Regions from separate parts of the Mus musculus genome. Here region 1 is linked to region 2. Evidence: chromatin contacts called from public HiChIP or PLAC-seq data. All regions are on one chromosome and are shown on one strand. Each heading gives the region's core, a stretch centred on a gene start, on an enhancer-like site or on the middle of the called end of the contact. The rest is flanking DNA. Distances are from core to core; before and after follow the strand shown. Region 1 overlaps Nek6 (NIMA (never in mitosis gene a)-related expressed kinase 6). Region 2 has its middle 55 kb from the start of Gm13584.

Region 1 (3,073 bases), core at 322-2,821, 150 kb after region 2:
TCAGGACCCTTGGGGACCAGCCCTTCACCCCTCAGCAGACATGGCATTAGTAATGTCGTCCAGGCAGTGGTTGCTGGAAGGGTGGTTGGAGTAAGCTGTACTTCTGGGCTCTAAGAGCAGGATGGAACAGTGGAGCATTGCTCTTCCCTGGTTTCTTTGGTAACCACATTTGTATATTGTTCATCGGTAAATAGGTTCCACACAGGCACTAGGAATGGGTATGGACCGAGGCTTCTTAGCTCATGCCCCTGTGTTACTCCCCTAAGGAGGTGCCCTGTTTTTTTTTTTTTGTTTGTTTAGTTTTGTTTTTTTCAGATCCACAATGTGGGTCTCACTGCAGACCCTTTGCCTCCCTAGTTGTAGAATGCGGCCATCCATGGCTGTTTCCAGATCTGGTAGTTAGCCTGGAGCCAGGGACAGGACTGTTGAATCTTAGTATGCTCAGAATGAGAACATAAGAAGCATAAGCTCTACCCATCTCAGCCCTGGTGGGAGGGTCGGGGGTTCCTGGGAATGGGTCTGGGGAGCACAGGCCACCAGGAAGGGGGTGAAGCTTGGGCCATCTGATGTCTCTATGTTGGTGGCTGCACCTAGGACCCACTACTGGGCATCCCCAAGAGACTCCACTGAACACTGGGCATCTCCCCACAACATTTGAATCCTAATATGCAGGTTGGCAGACAGGTGATCGATTTAGGGTTAGCACTGGAACCCCATCTGTCTTTTGCTTCCCTGGAGCTGATGTGGGGGGATGGGTCTAGCTTGGACTAGTCAACCTGAAGGTCAAAACTCAAAATCTCTTTACAAGGTGCAGAGTTCCTTGCCTTTCTTTTTGAGCCAGGAGCTTGAGATCCTTTAGGGCAGGCACTGCATTTTTCTCGTCTGCAGGGGACGGTGTGGAGCCAAGGCCTGGTAGGACAGAGAAGCGTTACTGCCGAGCTGTGCCCCCGCTGAAAATGAGGCATTTTAAATGCCTGGCTGGAAAGGGCTGCCTAGAATGTCCTTGTAGACTGGTTGGGTGGGCCACCTCCTGGGGCTTGGTAGCCCAGTGTCGGGAAGGCCTATGGGCCTTTCAGGCCAGAGCAGTCAACAGTGGGGCCGGTCGAGCCTTTTTGATACTCTGGGCTTCAGTTTCAGGAATAGTCTTAGTGAACACCTGGCTAGGGCAGGAGATCAGATGGATTCAGAGACTCCTCTGAGAGCATCGCCCATGCGTGCCAGGTGCTGGGGTGAGGGGACAGCTGTTCAGGAGCTTCCAAATACTCTTAATGTGTAAGGTCAGCAAGAATAAGCAATTTTGACTTCATGTTTGTGAGCATGTCCACAGAACTCTCAGGCGTTGGGGGAGAGATGCTGGGCCCGGCAAGAGCCCAGCCTGGGCAAGTCAGCCCCTTGTGTGGGATGGAGTCTCCCTGCCTTGGAGAGGGAAGTACATGAGGCCCTGCGATGGAGGCACCCAGCTCCAGACACTCCGGCCTCTCTGTGAACCCATCAACCAGCTGAGCTGTGCAGCTGGCATTTGCTGCCAGGCTTTAGAAGCCCAACAGCTTGACACATTTCCCTTTTTGCTTTGGCCAACAGGAGGTCTCAGCACTGCTCAGCTTGGGTCCTTATGGAGGGAGTCCCCTTTGACCTATTCTCATGTATACTGTCCCTAGTCCAGATGGCTTATCATTTTCTTTCTTCATCCTCTGTTGTGTATTTTCAGAAACTGCTTCCTGTCCCCTTAAAGTCACAAGTGTCTCTAAACATAAACAAATACAGGCCAGTCTGCCTGAGAGAAGAGCTCTGTGCATCCCCCAGGGCCGATGGAAGATGACAGCTGGCTCCCTCTGTTCCTGCCAGCCCTGGTCCCTGTCCAAGCCTTTGTTACAGCTCCTTAGTGGCAAACGCAGCCCAGTCTTGGTCTGCACCAAGCCCACGACCATAGCCTCGATGGATTCCCAGCCAAGCAGGCTGTTCTAAGTCCTACACACATACCTGAGGAGGTGGCTTCCAGCGTGGCGGCAGGGCTCAGCTTAGTCAGTTGATCTAGTTGTTGGCAGTGTGTCGCTGAGTGCCTTGTAGCTATGCAGGAGCAAAAGGCAGTGGGAAGCCAAATAAATCAATCAGTCCTCTAGGAATATTCGCCCACAAGGACAGGACAAAAGGCAGCCATGGCCATTCATGGGCTGCCCTCAAGGGTGACAGTGGGCTCTGTTGAAACTGGCACCCCTCTGCACCCCTGCAGTGCATCAGGGAAAGAAGTGTATATTTTCCCAGCAGACAAGGAGGGGCCTCATCTGGGCCCAGCACTGGGTAATTGGCAAGAGGTGTCCTGCAGTCATGGCTGCCACCTCCCTGAGACCACCTGTGGTGTCTTCTCCTGATATCAGCTTAAAGAGCTAGGACAAAACTCTCTCCTCCCCCCACCACTGCCTTTTCTGCTTCCTGCTTAACTTAAACCATTGAGAATTCATGTGGACCCCGTGGAACATACGCCATGCCAACATGATCTGGGGCAGGAAGTGTGTAAGATCAGAAATAATCCCCTTGACATCCTTTCTTGAACCCCGAGGACTGGCTGAAGCCCCTGTGCACTTTCCCTGTGGAGGAGGTGGAGTGGCCAATGAAGCTGAAGGCTCACTTGGTACCAGCCCCTTGCAGTGGGGACGGAAACCCAGCAAGCCAGTGGGCTGGAGAAAGCTGCTTTGGAATTCTGGCTTAAACAGTAGAATGGCCCAGAAAGCCTACCCCCCTACCCCTGAGAACTGGGCCACACATACTCTCCTGGTCACGCTTCACTACAGGCTGTATTTGGGAGAAGATGGGTGACAGACAAAAGAGATCCTTTTCTTAAGTCAGGTTTCCTTCCTTAGGAAGGAAACCTTAGGTTGTTTGAGACACAGACACATACTTAAACATATGAAGAGAGCCATGACTCTGGTGGTCTGGAGGTAGCAGGGATCTGTCCCCCAACAGCAAGCCCTTTGCTCCAACCTTCCTGGGGCTGGCTGGCCACCGGTCTGAGTAGATCTTGCCATCCTGGGTAATCGTTATAATCCCCATGTCGTCAGTAGGCCCTCAAGTTACT
Region 2 (3,167 bases), core at 122-2,621:
GGAAGGTGAAGATAGGGCTTGCTGCGCCACTCCAGAGAGATGGATAATGAAACTGAGAGTAAATGTTTAGCAAATTGACAGGTGACGTTCTTTTGTTTGTTGATTTTTAAAGAAGCAGGGCTGTGTTTGTCACCAATGTTCACAGCAGTATCCATGATGTAGAAACCATCCAGATGTCCCAGTATAGACAGACAGGATACACACAGTGTGCTTAGGGGATAACATTTAGCCTTGGAAAAGAGTGAAGCCATGTCATTCTTATGCACACCCTTTGAAAGCACTTCGTTAAAGGAAAGAAGTTGGACCCGAAAGGGTCAGCATGGTATGGCTTCAGTCAGGTAAGAAACCTACAATGGTCACATCATAGACAGAAGTAGAATAGCGGTAACCCAGTGGGAGGAGAGCAGAGAACTAGCGTTTAACCGTGAGGTGTCACGCAGCCCCTAGCAAATCCATGCACGGGTGCTCATCACCCACTAAACATCCTTCTTGCTTCTTACCATGAGTCACCCATCCCAACTTTGCATCTTGTCTCCACCAACCTGTATCTGTCCCACCCCCAGCCCTGACGTCATACAAGCGTAAGCATCTTTTATCTGAAATGCTTTGGACCAAATACTTTGGAGCTTTGGGGAAGCAATTTTACAGAATGTTTTTGGCATACCTGCCTTTTGTCTGTGAGATATCACATGAAGTCAAGTGTGAACATTTCCCCACTTGGGAGCACTTTGGACTTCAGATTTTTGGGTTAGGGATGCTGGGCAAGCAAGAATGAAAGGCCCAGTGCTGTGCCCTAGGAGGTGGGAGGAGAGGGGAGGGGAGGGTCCACAGAGGTGGGCCTGGGGCTTTGCTGGGATGTTTCACTTGGTACAGTGCACTGGAGATGTGGCCACATCATGCATGTCTGCAGTTCTTGCCATGGCATGCTAAGACAGTGTGTGTAGATACAGCACCATATGTCTGCCCACCATGAAGGCTATGTAAGTCCTTTACAGTTTGGACAATTATGAAGACACCAAACATACACATGTTTCATCAGCTTTGCTTGCATCCTCTGGTTAAACATCTCTGAGTGTGATTGCTGGCTCCTGTGGTGAGGAAAGGGTTAAGGCCACAGAAAACTGCTATACTGGTCTCAGGTGGGTGAGCATCGTTGTACTAAATTCACTTTTTGCTCTAGCAGCTCGTTTTTATTTTATTTTACACAAACACGGCCCACTATGGGCTGGTTGGAAGGAAAACACCTGGTCTTACCTCACAGTCTCAGAAAAGTCCCTAGTGCAGTGGGGAAAGGTTCCCAGCAGAGAGCTGCAGAGCAGAGGCCCACGGGAGCCTGGGAGATTTAGCATTGGACCGCTGTTCTGGTTGAGCCAGGGGAAGCTGGGAATGGGGCCAGTGGTCAGATGGTGCCTCGCGAGGGTAGCGGAGCTCAAGACTGTCTGAGGGGGTTTGGGGAACCACTGAAGGTTCTTAAGCTGGAGAAAAACTGATTTGAATCACGCTCCAGAAAGGTTCCTCCAGGTGGGAGGATCTGGCTTCTGGGAAACAGTCCCTGGCAGAGACCAGAAAAGAGAAGAGGAGGCCTGGCCAGGGCCCTGGCAGTGGTTAGGAAGGTAAGATGTAATGACGCTGGGGTGTACCAGTGAGGAAGGAGTAAGGGCGAATGGAGAGTCTGAGACCCAGCTGCCAGGCCTTGAAGGCCCCGTACGCCTTAGGAAAGTGGGTGGGAAGTGGGGGGAAGGGGTTTGCAAAGGAGACCTCCCAGCTCTGCGGCTGGGGGCTTGCCTGAAGGAGAGCCTCCTCTTCTCTCCCCGCCCCCCCCCCGCGCCCCGCCCAATCCGGATCTGATTCAGCTGTCACTCAAGCAGTTGGGGCCCTCGAAGAGCAGGGGATGGTGATTTGTGCTGGCCTTGTCGGCCCATTGTCCTACTGGGATTTAGTCTTTGGTGAGAGTAACAAAGAACTCAGCTCAGGAGCTGGGCTCTGGGCTGGCTGTGGGGGAGGGGACGGAGGGGGGTGGGGATCAAGGAGCTCAGGCTTGGCCAGGCTGCTTAGCACATCGCTTCAGGCCCAGCTTATTGTGTCTCTCTGTGTGTTTGTACGTGTACGTGTATGTACGGGCTGGCACAGAGGGGCTGTGTGCATAGGTCTGTGCGCTATGCACTCACTCGGGTAGGAGCGCGCTGGGCACTTCTGCAGGCTGCACTATGTGATTCTGCACATCCGAACTCATCTCAGTAGATCAGTATTTCTCCAGGCTCGCTCTGAGGAGCACATCTGTCAGCCTTCTGGTCGTTCTGTGCAAGGGCTGCCCTGAGCCACTGCTAGCCACTACCCCAACCCCACCCCAACCCCCAACCCCCCACCCCCGGCTTCATTATGGACTTCTGGCTCTCTCAGCCTGCTCTCTCCCTGGTCACTTGGCCCTGACCTTGCGCTTGAATGCGACCTCCACTTCCTGCTGGGCCTGACCAAGCCAGTGCACAGTGTCTGGGGAGTGTGCATGCACAGGGAGCACTGCGATCTTTGATGAGCCTGTATTCATCCTGACATTCGTGTGCATACATCCATGTATTTGTGCCCACATGTGTGTGCCTGTGCTTCGTATGAGCATCTTGACATGTGCACACAAGAACACTTGGGCACGTGTCCATGTGGATGTGTGTAACTCTTTAGAGCGTTTGCAGGTGTTTTCTGTGGGGTGATTCATGTCAGCAGTTTAAAGGAAGCTGCTATCGCCTCCCAAGCTTCTCCTCTGGAGCCCAGGTAGCCCTGGGTCAACAAGTCACTCCTCCTGGGCTCCCCTGGGCTCTGAAGAAGCTCTTCATCCTCCAAGGGGAACTGCTCCTAAGAGTTCAGCTTGTTTTGTTCCAAATACATCAGTGTGTACTGCAGGAAATGAGGGGAGGCTCCCAGATTCTGTCTTCTGGGATGTTGCACCTCTCTTGTGCAAGGAGGGTGAATGGGTGAACTAGGTTCAGTGAAGGCTACAGACCTTAAATTACAGTATCAGACAATATTCAGAAAGTGAGACTCGGGGTTACTGAAGGAGACTTTGCTCTGTGAAGGATTTATACAAGAAAGACACCAAGCCCAGAAGAAATCAAGCAAATGACCAGCAATTCAACTCTATAAAAATAATTAGATTCTTAGATTCCTGGGCTGGA

What was found. HiChIP or PLAC-seq counts read pairs in DNA pulled down with a chosen protein or histone mark.
Region 1: an H3K4me3 HiChIP or PLAC-seq map of embryonic forebrain shows a contact between it and region 2, with 4 times the contacts expected there. The contact joins two enhancer-like sites. A contact is called at or near these places in 7 of 39 promoter capture datasets (the 3T3-L1 cell line, the HPC-7 cell line, HPC-7-derived erythroid cells and 3 more), 4 of 15 datasets of contacts at CTCF or cohesin (CD8 T cells, large pre-B cells, pro-B cells and 1 more), 90 of 484 Hi-C or Micro-C datasets (the 3T3-L1 cell line, 3T3-L1-derived adipocytes, the 63-12 cell line and 58 more), 16 of 115 datasets of contacts at active chromatin or transcription factors (the 230-238 cell line, the HPC-7 cell line, bone marrow-derived dendritic cells and 10 more) and 1 of 9 other capture datasets (embryonic tail).

The regions. Positions count from the first base shown.
Region 1 is chr2:38,577,465-38,580,537 of GRCm38.p6, forward strand. All of the region lies in intron 8 of Nek6 (NIMA (never in mitosis gene a)-related expressed kinase 6), which reads left to right. Among named protein-coding and RNA genes, the nearest start is that of Gm35808, 46 kb to the left of the region's middle. Within about 2 kb of position 1,572, at least 40 of the 459 cell types and tissues checked have an H3K27ac peak or open chromatin away from gene starts, as enhancers often do. A contact at or near this core is called in embryonic forebrain, where this site is marked.
Region 2 is chr2:38,422,685-38,425,851 of GRCm38.p6, forward strand. No RefSeq gene overlaps it. Among named protein-coding and RNA genes, the nearest start is that of Gm13584, 55 kb to the left of the region's middle. Within about 2 kb of position 1,372, at least 61 of the 459 cell types and tissues checked have an H3K27ac peak or open chromatin away from gene starts, as enhancers often do. A contact at or near this core is called in embryonic forebrain, where this site is marked.